Linked DNA regions of Arachis hypogaea: region 1 is linked to region 2. Evidence: chromatin contacts called from public Hi-C data. All regions are on one chromosome and are shown on one strand. Each heading gives the region's core, a stretch centred on a gene start, on an enhancer-like site or on the middle of the called end of the contact. The rest is flanking DNA. Distances are from core to core; before and after follow the strand shown. Region 1 holds the start of LOC112702851 (probable anion transporter 4, chloroplastic). Region 2 holds the start of LOC140174329 (serine/threonine-protein phosphatase 7 long form homolog).

Region 1 (6,876 bases), core at 2,716-5,215, 180 kb before region 2:
GTATTTGAAATTCCTAGAACAAGGAATCAATAAGTTTTCTTTATGAGAGATCTTATTCTAGAATACGCAGACTGTTATTTTCTCATCTTTTATCAGATGTTGCACGTTATGTTACCCTATGTTTTTTCCCCCTCATATGCAGTAAGAACCAGGAAAGTAATGTTAAAAGGAAAATCCAGAAGTTTCATGTATTGTATATACCACATAAAATTTTGAGAGTGGGGGCAAAGATAAAGGTATTCGAATAAGAAGTTTCACATAATTGTTATCCTAGTATGTATGCAGTCAAATTTAATAAAATCTTGAGGGCAACAAGTGTATATATCCATATATTTCTAAACATGTTCTCAAATTTTAGTGAGGGTATATTCCCACAATATGCAATACATGGATCCAAGGGTATTCAACCATTGTATCTACCTTGGCTTAAGAAAATATGGGTGTGTTTGTGAATTGAGATTTTTAAAGGGAAAGGAAGTAAATATGAGCCCATTTTACTCATCAATGTTCAAACCCTTCCATCCTCCCCCTTCCTCCAAAACCTTAATCACAAACACAATCCAAGTGAAGGGCACTGATGGATGCTTTAGACTATGGTATCACAGCTTGGCAAATTCCATTCTTACTTTAAACATACAAGAGTAGCTCTTCAATTTAGTTCTGCCACTTGTTAAGCAATACTTGATTCTAGATCAGAGACCATAGCTACCAAATTACCCTTACCCATTTACCAAAACTAGATTGCACTAGATCCAATGTCATTAGATATGTGTTTCATAACACCAACGTGTATACAATCCCCATAAGCTTACGAGATAAAGATGAAATCATACCATGTAAAACGCCAGAATATTTTGGTGCAATCTCCTGTTATAATAAATAAAGTGAATGTTAAATGAGAACTCAATGATGTTTGACTGAATTTATTTATTTCTTATATGATTGAAATCAGATACCTGAAGGTTCACAAGAAAGCCAGAGTGACTGAAAGATTTCAGGCCAAAAGCTACAGTAAGCCAAGCAGCACCAATGGAGGGATTCTTTGCTGTTGCCAACCCGATGAGACAAACTCCAGGACCAACAAAACCAATGGTCTGCAGTGAGAGTGCAGAATAAATATCATCATTAAAACTAATATCCAGTGAGAAAAGGCTAAACCCAAACTATGATATGAATAGAATAGAGTAAAAGCCTTAAAAATATCCAGGACAAATATTTGACTAGTTATTCTCAATTCTCCTGAACTAGAATATCACAACTGCCAAAGACAAAAAAAAAAAATAAAAAAATTTATAGATTAAGAAAATAAGAGATGTATTGAAAGAACTTGAGTTAAGGACCAACCTAGCAAGATATTTTATGCATAAGTATCAAATAATCATTCAAAATGGTTACTTGGTTCAATAAGTGAATGTGATGTACCTGCATAATTTTACGAGTCAAAGTGACACTTGTGCCACTTTGTATCATCATATCGGACAACAAGCCAGACATGTAATTCATGATAGCCATCACAGCCCATGGAACAGCACTGAACCATGCTGCATGCCTGAGATCCACGTGATATACCTATGATGAGAAATTATTTAGACATGGAACATGAAGTTTTGATTTCTAAATCTTTATTGCTTGACCTTTGACAATCATAAAGTATAAAACAGGATAAGTCTTACCGAGTTGAAGTATATGGGCATCCAAGAAAGAACAATAAAAAACCCCTGTGAAATAGAGGAGGGGAAGTTAAGGAAATGACAACAAACAATAAATAAATAAATAAATAAACAAATAACAAAGTTTGCATGGAAAAAATCATCAAAATAATGAATGAGAGAATAAACATGATGTTGAGGAAAGGGGTCAATATCCATATTTCGGGACTATCTCTTATATTTCTCTATTGGGGAATAACAAAAGATGAGGATTACTTCATGCATTATAAGAGTCTCTAGCTGGGAAATAACAAATGGTAATGTTGCTATCAAATATGAAAATTTATCAACTATTAAGAATGCCTGCAATTATAAAATAATCAGGTACAATAAATATCAAGCATTACCCAGCTATGCATGGAATTTGCAACAATTAGAGACCATGTTGGCATCTTAGAAAACAAGCGCCTGAAAGGAGGGATCACTTTAACTTTCCTGGTTTTTGCTGTCTCAACGGCAACAGAATTTTGCCTTTTATTCAATATATACTCCAATTCATATTGTGATATCTGAGGACTTTGGTCAGGAGTGCTGGACGTTGCAGATAACCATACCAAGACCCAAAGAAACCCAGACAAGCCAAAAATCACAAATGGACCAAATATACCACCTTGTGACATAAGGATTGGAGAAAGTGAGAGCCCTAATGCGCATCCAAGCTGAAACCCAGCCATTGAAATTCCAACAGCCCTTGCGCGTTCAGTTTGAGGAAACCATCTAACAGGGAAGAACAAAACTCAGTCATGATCAAGCCTCTCTTGCTCCAGCAACATCAGAAAATCATCACAAATTGACAAATCAAAGGCCATGTATTAAACTCATAAGTCATAACCTTATAGCCGTATTCTAGTTATCATATATACAATCATCATGAAGTGACAACCAAGTCATGTCATGAGAAAAACTAATCATAACTATAAAATGTGATATTCTTGGTGCCATCTGAAAATGAATACTTGCACAAATCAAACCCATGTCACTGTTCAATACCTGGCCACCATGTTATTCATGGAAGGAAGAGCAACTCCTTCAGCTATGCCGAGCAAAGCACGAACAGCAAGCAGTGCCAAAAGCGAGTTCTCCGCAGCAAAGGGAGTAAGAAAAGTTGCCAGCGACCACAGTGCCACTCCCCAAGCCATGACCACCTTGCCGCCATAGTGATCAACCAACATACCTCCAGCTATAGGTGAAGCGAAATAACCCCAGAGAAAAGACGACTGATATGCACACCCATCAAACATCAATTAAAAAAACCTCCAAATTTCTCCTCAGAATATTAATCAGCATAGTGAGTTCTTCAAACACTTTGAAGAAGCATCAATCAAGAACCAGAAAAATGTTAGTTTGACTTAAGTTATCAAATCAAAATGACAAAAACATCTTTTTTATTAGTTTATTTTATTTTTCGGCTTTCCTAAAATTCTGATGAAACTGTTCTGAACTTAGTATCCAATAATGTAAGTCTAGTTGACTCAGACTAATCTGCTTTTGAGCCAAGTAAACTTACCAGATACTACTCAACATGCTTCTAACAATTTTGAACTGATTAACTTCTCTTGAATCTTGGATGCAAAATTATGCTAATTCAAACTAAAAATAGATAACTCGGATGCAATTCTTCAAACATGTGGTGTGCATGTGTGGGAAAGAGATACCTGAACGACACCGGCAAAAGCGCGGCTCCAGCCATTGGCGAGGGACAACGGCACGATGGCGACTGACATGACGACGCGATCGGCGTTACACAGAGCAAGAGCGAGAGCAAGCATCGCCACCACTTTCACCCTCTCCGAAGTGATGAACTCTGTAAAACTCGGTTCCAGTTGCTGCTGCTGCTGCTGTCGTTTCTGGTTGTACGGTTCGTTCTTGTCGGGAATGGAGTTGAAGTGAGCGTCGTTTGAAGAAACCCGAACTCGAAGGCGTTGTTGAACGGAGCGAAGAGGACGAAGAGAAGAAGGGGAGGCATTGAGCCAGTGAATTTGCGAAGAGAGGAGGTAGAGCTGATCGGAGGTTCTGGTACGGTGGTTCTTTTGCGGCGAAGGAATGGCTTTTAAGGCGGCTGCTCCTCCGAGAGCGGGGGCGAAGAAAAGGGACATGACGCCGGAGGAGGAAGAAGAAGAGTTCCGACAGTGACTGACTATCTGACGGGGCGGGTTTGTTGAATGCTGACTACGAAATTACGGCAATGACCTTGGTTCTTGCTGATTGTGAGTGTAGCTTGAATGTGCGTAGACCGTAGACGTAAAGCAAGGATCTAAAAATCGAACCGGTGATTCAATCGTTTTAATTATTGGTTTATTAATTTATTAATCTAATTATACTTTAATTAAAAAATTATTTTAGTCACTAAAAAAATAAAAAAATTATTTTATAATAAAATAATAAATAAATTATTAATAAATATTTTAAAATATAATTATAGTCAAATAGTAATATAAATTTTAAAATATCTTTTAAATTTAAAATATTATATCAACTAAAATTTAATATAATTTTTTTTATTTCATTAATTATTAACAATTGATCACTTATTAGTTAATATATCACTATTAAACTCATTAAGATGATTAGAAGAAATAAAAAAATTATTAAATTAATGAAATCAATCATAAATATTCGATCATTTACAAATAAAAGGTTATACTTCAACATAATTTTAACAAAAAATTAACAATATTTTCAGCCCCTAGTATATTGATCACAATTTTAATAAGATTTTAGCATAATTTTAACAAAAAATTAACAAATTTTTCAGAAACTAATAAAGATTATCAAGATTTCAGATTTTTAGATTTTAAATAACAAGAACAATTGAAACTTTAAAATACACTAAGGTTCAAATAAAAAATATGAATATTAGAATCAAATTAATCAATTAATAGAACCACAACATATTAAAATCAATATTCAAGATCATCCACAATCCTAAACTACAGTAATGACTAATGATAATAATAATAAAACACAAATTAACTAACCAATTAAAACAAGTAAATAACAATTACTGTTAAAAAATACCTTCTACAGAGAGCAGGCAGAGCACAGAGAGGAACAAAGAACACGACGGAAGGGCTGACGAGGCTAAAGGCATGGAGCGCAGCGGGACAGTAGCTGCGTGATGGAGGAACGAGGCGAGACCAATTGTAGCGGTGATGGTGGCTTCAAAGTTAAAACAATGGTGGAGACACTAGCTTCGAGCAGGGCGGTGGCTTCAACGGCGGCGGTGGCTGGACAGAGCAAGTGTGGGAGTGAGGAAAGAGCTCAAGTTTGAGAGGAAGGAGAAGGAGTGACTGCGTGAGAGAGTGCTTCGCAGAATCACAGCTTAGCTTAGGGTTTCTCATTCTCTGAACAAAATGGCGCCATTTGGTGCAAAGTTTTGAAAACCGGCTAGGTCTCGGTTCGATTCTATCGGATGGTTTTTGGCTGATTCAACGATTCAATCATAGTTTTGAAATCCAACAGTTATGCCTTCTGACTAATCTGTCTTTTTCATCAATTCACAGCTCGATCAATTGGTTCAAACTAGTTTTCAGAACCTTGATGTAAACTTCTTTGTAGGTGGTTAAGTTGTTAGAAAATTTCTTTTATTTTTTTAGCATGTTTGATAAAATTTTAAAAAGAGTAAACTATCATTTTTACCCATGAAAGTTGAAAACGATGATATATCTATCCATAGAAGAAAGAAATTACCATTTGTACCCATGAAATATAATTTTTGCACAACAAAATTATCCAAACACTAAAGAATCACAAAAAATCTCTAAATTACTCTTATTTTTACCACCACTTTTCTAATCTCAAATCCCACCACTACCCAAACTCTTCTTCACCGCCACTCTCATCCCCGACTACCACCATCACTGCCGCCATACAAAATCCGCAAGCTTTCTGGACCGGTTAGCTCAAAACGACGCTACGACCGAGAGGTGCGGCTTTCCCGCCGCCACCGCCTAACCTCAACAGGCGCTGCCATCTCCGGAGGCAAGCCTTTGTGATTTTGAACTCCAGATATTCTACAAGTGTACCATAGTATGAATTTGTGCTGCATCATAGAAATTAGAAATTCATTCAGGAATGCAAACTAAAGTAAATAGATCAATAAAAATGTGAAATTGGATCAGTAGAGCAAGATAGAGGAAGCTTGAGTGGGTGAAGAATAGCATAGCATTGTTGGTGGTGTCTAATTCCTTCTTCTCCATTCCCAAATTCAAAACCCTAGCTTTAACTATTGTCGTTAGTTTCTTACCCTATCCGCTACTTCGCTATTGCACTCATATCCCCAAATTTTCCACTCTACAACTACCAACCCAAAATTTTAGCAGAATTTTATTCTGATTCCAACAATACCCTAGTCCTGAGCAATATCAACAAACACCATGAACATGGAAGGATTATCGCTAATCTGCGGCCCCTAGGCACTGTCGAGGAGGATGATCAAGGCAACCGCATAGACTACATCAAAGACGAATGCTGCCTCGATATTAATTTCAACCATTTTCCATTTTTGTTCTCTAAATTCAATACGGTGAAGCTTGTTCAATCGCTTCTTGGACGGCCTCGGTCTGTCTTCAAACTCAGAATTTTCGGCGTAGGTTGGACCAAGCTGAGGCGTGCTATAAAAGAGTCGGTTATGGGCATCATTGGAGGAGTTTCACGCGGCGGAGTAATCAAATTTTCGACAAGAAACGTAGGGAGATACAGAGTAAGGGAAGACTAGAGGCAGTAGGTTAGCATCATTATTTCTGGAACGTTCGTCGGAGTAAGAGGAAAAATTAGAGATAGGTTATATTAGAGGATAATCTGAAAATTTCAAATAAATTTTTTGGATTGGATAGTTTTGTTAGCAAAAGTTCATGTTTCATGAGTACAAATGGTAATTTCCTTTTTTTATGGGTAGATATATCAACATTTTTAACTTTCGTAGGTAAAAATAGTAGTTTACTCTTTTAAAAATAAAGATAAAACTATTAAAAATAAAAAATATATTTTTTAAAATTATAATTTATATTTTGTATAAAAAAATTATTTTATTTAAAAACTATTTTTAATATAATAAATAAATATTTTTATATTATTATACCTAATATAATTATTAAATAAAAAATATTTTTACATGAAATATTTATATATAAAATTATTTTTATTTTATAAAAATCTTTTAAAAGAC
Region 2 (6,424 bases), core at 1,312-3,811:
TTTCTAAATGTTCTATTTTATCCCATAGTCAAAATTATTTTTTTCTTTTAAAAATATTATTTTTTCTATCATAATTTTTCTTAAATAGTGACAAAAATTATAATTACAGTAGTTATAGTGGTGATTATAGTAATTTGAGAATACAATTTGCAAAAGAATAAAAAAATCAAGAAAATAATAATAAAGAAAAATAGTATTTTTAGAACAAAATGTTTAATTTTGATCAAAGCATAAAAATAGAATAAAATATAATATCTAGAGACAAAAATAGAATATTTTAAATGTTAAGAATAATTTTTTTTTTGGTGACTGAACATAACACAAAAAAAAAAGATCTAAGAGAAAGAGAAGTGCTCCTCTCTAATAATAATGTCTAAATTATTAGGGGGCAGTAACCACTCTAGATACACCTGCTTGTTTAAAGCAGCAGTCTTAGCCATTAAATCAGCCGCTCAGTTTGTTGTGCGTTGGATGAGAAATAAAGTAGTTGTCCAATTGCACTGGAGCATCTCTTTGATTTTGTCAAGCAGATCAGAGTCATTCCTAATCATGCTGGTTGTGCCTCGCGAAACAAGAAGAAACGCATCAAGATTATCAGTTTCACAGATGACCTCTTTTCACTCGCAATTCCAAGCCATAACAAGGCCTCTCCAAATAGCATGAAGCTCACAACAGAGAACACTAGAAAGAGGTATATTGGCAGAACAACCTTTTATCCAATTTCCCATGCTGTCTCTAATAATACATCCAAAGCCAGCTAATTGCTCATTTTCAAAAACGCTTGCATCGCAGTTCACTTTACAAACATTCATTGGAGGTGGTTCCCAGTTATATTTCAAAGAAAAATGAATAATATATTTTTGGTTGGTAACAACATTAGAGAAATCTCGAGCAGCATGTTTAACCAAGTGAACAATTTTCTTATTATTTAACAAAACGTAAGAAACTAATTTATTTTAAAATTTATTAAATAATTTTGTTTAGTCTAAATTGTTAATTTGCTTCCTAAAATATTAACATAATAGTTAAATCATAGTTGTAAGAACCGAGCGACCAGTTCAGTTTTAGGGTTGGACCGAAAAAAAGTGTGAACCGCTTAAAATCGGACAGTTCATCACAAATCGACCAAAATCGATCAGTTTGATGCAATCCGTGAACCGATCGGTTCTATGGTGCTCCCAACAAATGCAGGTTTTGGGTGCTCCAGCAGCATTTGAATATTGGATCCAATATTAAAAAAATGCATGCAATGAGTATCGAACCCATGTCCACCAAACCAGTGTGTTCATTTGTTAACTTATGTGCTAATTTTTCTATATATTATATACATACACAACTGAATTATTTTATATTTATTTAATTTAATTTTAGTTTTATACTCAATTTTTTTAAATTCTTTAGAATTTATAGAATTATCAAAATAAGTATAAAATATTTTAATATTTACGTTTACATATTAAAATGTTAGTAAAGATATTTATTTTAAATTTTTTAGAGTATTGAGTTAGTAGGTCTTCGAAGATTTCGATTTAGGACTAATTAGTAAGGAAATATAAGCATCACCACAAAATTTCACATGATAAATTAATGGAGGGACGTAATGTGTTCATCGTTTACTATCTTAAAGGACCATTTTTTCAAGGGCTAATTAATCTAAAGTAAAAAATTTTAAGGATGGACCTAATTGTCACTTTATTCAATTTTTTACTATTTTACATTTTTTATTTACGTACAATTGATTTTATTGGTTCAATCAGTGACTCACTGGTTGACTCAATAACTCAATAACCTGACCAGTTCGGTTCTGACAACTATGGGTTAAACGATAATTTGACAACTTAAAATATTAGAAACTTTTCAAGTGCTCCATAGTATTTTTCTAAAGATCAGTATGGCAGGTACAATTATGTTGCAAGTTTTATTTTGTCTTAAAGTGATGCAGGAAATGACCAGTTTATTCTTAGAAAGTGAATGGAAAGGACAATAAGGGGCATCTGCTTTGGGAGACGCAGAGAGAGAAAAAATTTAAATTCATCTATTTTATCCAGAAATTATTTTTCATATGAAAATTTGGTTGGTGTTTTGGGAGATTATGGGGAAGTGGGGTGATTTACCGTGGGATGGGGGTAGCAGCCACCACGCAGGGGGCGTGCTGTCCAAGCAGCCAAGCCACGTGTCATCACCGGAGCACCACGCAGGGGGCGTGGTGAGGCCGCGTGTCGTCGCCCAAGCACCACGCAGGGGGCGTGGTGACTTGGCAGCCATGCAGAAGGCTGACACCACGGGGGGGGGGCGTGGTGGAGGTGGCAGCGCAGATTTCCAAAGCGGTCTTCCATGCAGGAGACAATGTCACTTGGGAAGCAACAAGCAGCAGCTGGGGCTCTATATATAAGGAGGCTCTTCATCATATTGTTTGAGAGTAGAAGGTTGCTGAAGAGAGAGTCTGTAAAAAAATACAAGAGAGATTAGAGATCAAGAAGGAGGAGAAGGAAGGTTGCAGTGAAAAAAATAGGAACATTGGAAAATAGGAGGAAAAAAATTTTTGTCTTTATTTTAAAAGATGGTTCGTAATTACTGTGCTCCGAAAGAACATATTATAAATTATTTGGATCATCCAATTTATGTAAGTTGGTACATTATATCTTTATTGTATTTTAATTTTCTGTTTTTTTATTTAATATAGTAACGTATATATATATTTTTTTTTATTTTGAGATTAATTATATGTTATAAAAAAACTATAATATAATAAACTGTATATTATGTAATGTAATAAAAAATTTATAATAAAATATATATTTTTTACAATAAAATATTAAAATGCTATAGTAAAATAAGTACATGTTCTGTAAATAAACAAAGAAATCTGTGTTGCAAAAAAAGTAGAAAAATTTTCATGCACGAGTAAAAAAAAAATCGCTCATTTATTTTATATCAATTTAAAAATATAATAATAATAATAATAATAATAATAATAATAATAATATACAAATAGTAACAATATAATATGATATAATATATACATATATATTTACGGTTTGCATACTAGTAAATGTATGCATAAATTTTTTAGGTAGTAAAAATTTTGAATTTTTTAACATAAATATGTGTATGTTAATTAATAAATAATATTATGAAAAATTAAAACATAAATATTATAATAAATAAGGAATTAAAATTTTTAAAAAATAAATAAATAAATAGATAAGCTATGTTAAATATTTTAATAAATAAGATATTAAAATAAATATGTCAATATTTATTAATATATTTATAATGATTATTATTTAAATAATGTAACAGATATCTTTGTTGATGCAGCCTAATCGGAATTTGTTGGTGCGTAAACTGGATCCGCCACAGACGTGGAATCCGATAGTGGAGAACTACTTACGCGCCACGGGATTCTACCATGTGTCTAGAATTGGAGTCATAAGAGGATTTCACCCCATGTTAGCGGCTCTGGTTGAAAGGTGGAGGCCTGAAACTCACACCTTCGTATTGCCGATCGATGAGGTTACAGTGACAATAGAGGATGTGGCTCATATATTCGGACTACCCATTGATGGAGAGGCTGTCAGTGGATGGACAGATAGTAGTGGCGAGTTCGTTCAAAGTCAGGGCATAGAGATATTCGGTCGTGAGCCATCAGTCAGTGGTAATGCGAAGTCTTATATAAAGCTTGGATGGGTTCGACGTATTAGAGACGCAGAGCAGTTGGACACTGACGAGTCTATCAGGAGATACGTCAGATGTCATATCTTCTGTTTGTTAGGGTCGACCTTATTCACAGACAAGTCGACTGCATATGCTCATGCAAAATATCTACCGTTGCTTCGTGATTTCGAGCGGATCCATACTTATAGTTGGGGGTCAGCTTGTCTCGCACATCTTTATAGAGCACTATGCCGTGCATCACGATATGATACAAAGGAGATGGATGGCCCTCTAAATCTCTTGTTTGTTTGGGCATGGGAGCGAATGCCGTGTCTTGCTCCCATACCGAGACAAACGCTTCCACCGGCCGAGATACCAGTTGCCATGAGGTAATAAGATTTATTTTAGTTATGTGTTATTTTCATGATGCATATATGACATATGATGAGTTAGTTAATTTTTTTCAATTAACAATGTTTCAGGTGGAGTCATTCGGAACGGACCACAGCGTGGTCATCGAAGACCGTGGAGACATTCAGGCATGATATAGATTACATGCAGGAGGTAAGTAGTTATGGCTCTTCTAATCCGTTTTTTGAACCATTATTATTATTGTTCTAATATACCAATAATACTGTGGCAGTTTGAGTGGCGGCCGTATGACGGGTTGATCGTCCCCGACGACTTGCATCCCCATCTTGAGGTGTGTGACATCGTTGCTCCGTTGTTGTCGTTCGAGTGTGTTGAGTGGCACCCTGCGGACAGAGTGATGCGTCAGTTTGGATATGTACAACCTCCTCCGGGTTTACCAAGGGATATTCCAGTTTGGATATGTAGATCGTGTTTAATGTTTGTTTAATTAACTTATGTAATCAGTTGATGTTTGTTTGTTTAACATATGTAAATCGGGTTTAATGTTTGTTTAATTAACTTATGTAATCAGTTGATGTTTGTTTGTTTAACATATGTAAATCGGGTTTAATGTTTGTTTAATTAACTTGCGTAATTAGTTGATGTTTGTTTTGTTAACTTATGTAATCAGTTAATGACACTGTTAAGCGACGATTTCTATATCAATGGATAGACTTCAATTGAAAAAATACAAACACGTCTAATATCAAAATCATCAACTAACAAAATACAAATAAAAAATACAACCATGACAATATTAAACTACGAAGCACCACCACTCGGTCCAGCACGCTGAGGACACCTACTCCGACTATGACCCTGAGCACCACAGAGACGGCATATCCGAGGACCACGCATATCGCGTGAGTCCATTTCATTCAAGTATCGGGTCAGTTTGGGCCTGCCTTTAGACGTTTGCCTCTGCGCGGGATTAGCGACCAATGTGGGTCCCTCATAAGGGGGCCATGTATCGGGATCACCTAGTGGTGTGAACTCAAACTTATATACTTTACGAACCTCTGTCATCTTGTACACGTCATGCACATACAACTGCCAATCGAGACGCTGGTTAGCACAGCAAGCAATAACATGGCGACATGGTATTCGTTCAACCTGAAAGTGCCCACAATCACACGTCCGTCGTGCAAGATCAACAACTAGCACCTTTCCAGTAGTCATTTCGCGCACCTCAAACACCTCATTTCGTCTATCAAAGCGGTGCACAACTATATTCCCAGCCTGTTGCATACTTGCTTCTATCCGTTGTTGCGCAAATGCAGAGTACGTATATCCAGCACGCTTGCGTTCGTGAGTCTCGGCACTCTTCCGCATAAAAAGTTCATTTAACCTATAATATGTTGCTCGGACCAGCGCCAACACAGGTAGATTACGGGCACCCTTCAAGACTGAGTTAATGCACTCGACAAGGTTCGTTGTCATATGGCCCCATCGATGTCCTTCGTCGAATGCCAATACCCAATGTCTGAGTCCAATGGCATCGCACCACCTGGCATATGCCTCGCCTCGCTCTTCCAACCTCTTATAGTTGATATTGTACTCCTCCACCGTTCTTGAATAACCTATGTTGACAACAAGCTTTTGCAAGTGAGGGACTTTGAATGCCCTTAAGAAGTTACTGCCGATGTGTCTTATACAAAACATCCACCATGCTCTTGGAGGTTGCCAGTCGCCACCGGAACGATTTACTGCTGCCCGTATTGACTCATGTCGGTCTGAGATCATACCCACCCCATCTTTTCTAACAACATACATTCGCAGATTCCTTAGAAAGAAGTGCCACGCATCAGCTGTATCCCCTTCCACCAAGGCAAAGGCGATAGGCACAATATTATGGTTCCCATCTTGTGCAACAGCTACTAGAAGTGTACCTTTGTATTTTCCGTATAGGTGTGTGCCATCAACCTGAACCAGCGGCTTGCAATGTCTGAATGCCCTAATGCATGGATTGAAACTCCAAAATACACGATGAAGTATTTTTACACCTTGCGCCTCCTCATTCCCGTTGTACAGTGGTTGTGTTTCTATTTGGACAACTGAACCAGGCATCTTCTGCACCATGACCGATAGCCACCATGGCAAGGCTTGGTAAGAATCTTCCCAACCACCGAAAACGTTGGCTATGGACTTCTGCTTTGCCAACCAAGCCTTTCGGTAACTAATGGTATAGTTGAACCTTGACTGGACTTCCGCAATTATAGATTTCACCTTGATGGACGGGTCCGTCTCGACCAATGGCCTTATAGCATCAGCAACTGTATCTGAGTCCAACTTCGAATGATCTTGTGAAATTGTTCTGATCGTGCACGTGTGGCTACCGTTGTATCTTCGTATCTCC

What was found. Hi-C and Micro-C count contacts between places; a contact is called where the count stands out from the background.
Region 1: a Hi-C map of an unstated tissue shows a contact between it and region 2, with 4 times the contacts expected there. The contact joins the promoter of LOC112702851 here to the promoter of LOC140174329 in region 2. A contact is called at or near these places in 2 of 8 Hi-C or Micro-C datasets (leaf and an unstated tissue).

What each region holds. Positions count from the first base shown.
Region 1 is chr7:26,113,282-26,120,157 of arahy.Tifrunner.gnm2.J5K5, reverse strand. It overlaps LOC112702851 (probable anion transporter 4, chloroplastic), which reads right to left and starts at 3,965. Exons shown (of 9, transcript XM_025754048.3): 1 at 3,365-3,965; 2 at 2,700-2,926; 3 at 2,057-2,426; 4 at 1,674-1,718; 5 at 1,423-1,569; 6 at 957-1,094; 7 at 834-867; 8 at 1-13. The coding sequence starts at 3,805.
Region 2 is chr7:25,935,217-25,941,640 of arahy.Tifrunner.gnm2.J5K5, reverse strand. It overlaps LOC140174329 (serine/threonine-protein phosphatase 7 long form homolog), which reads left to right and starts at 2,561. Exons shown (of 5, transcript XM_072198765.1): 1 at 2,561-2,623; 2 at 3,304-4,046; 3 at 4,140-4,221; 4 at 4,301-4,480; 5 at 4,700-4,741. The coding sequence starts at 2,561. The coding sequence ends at 4,741. It overlaps LOC112701308, which reads right to left. Exons shown (of 2, transcript XM_025752084.1): 2 at 4,831-6,424. The coding sequence ends at 4,831.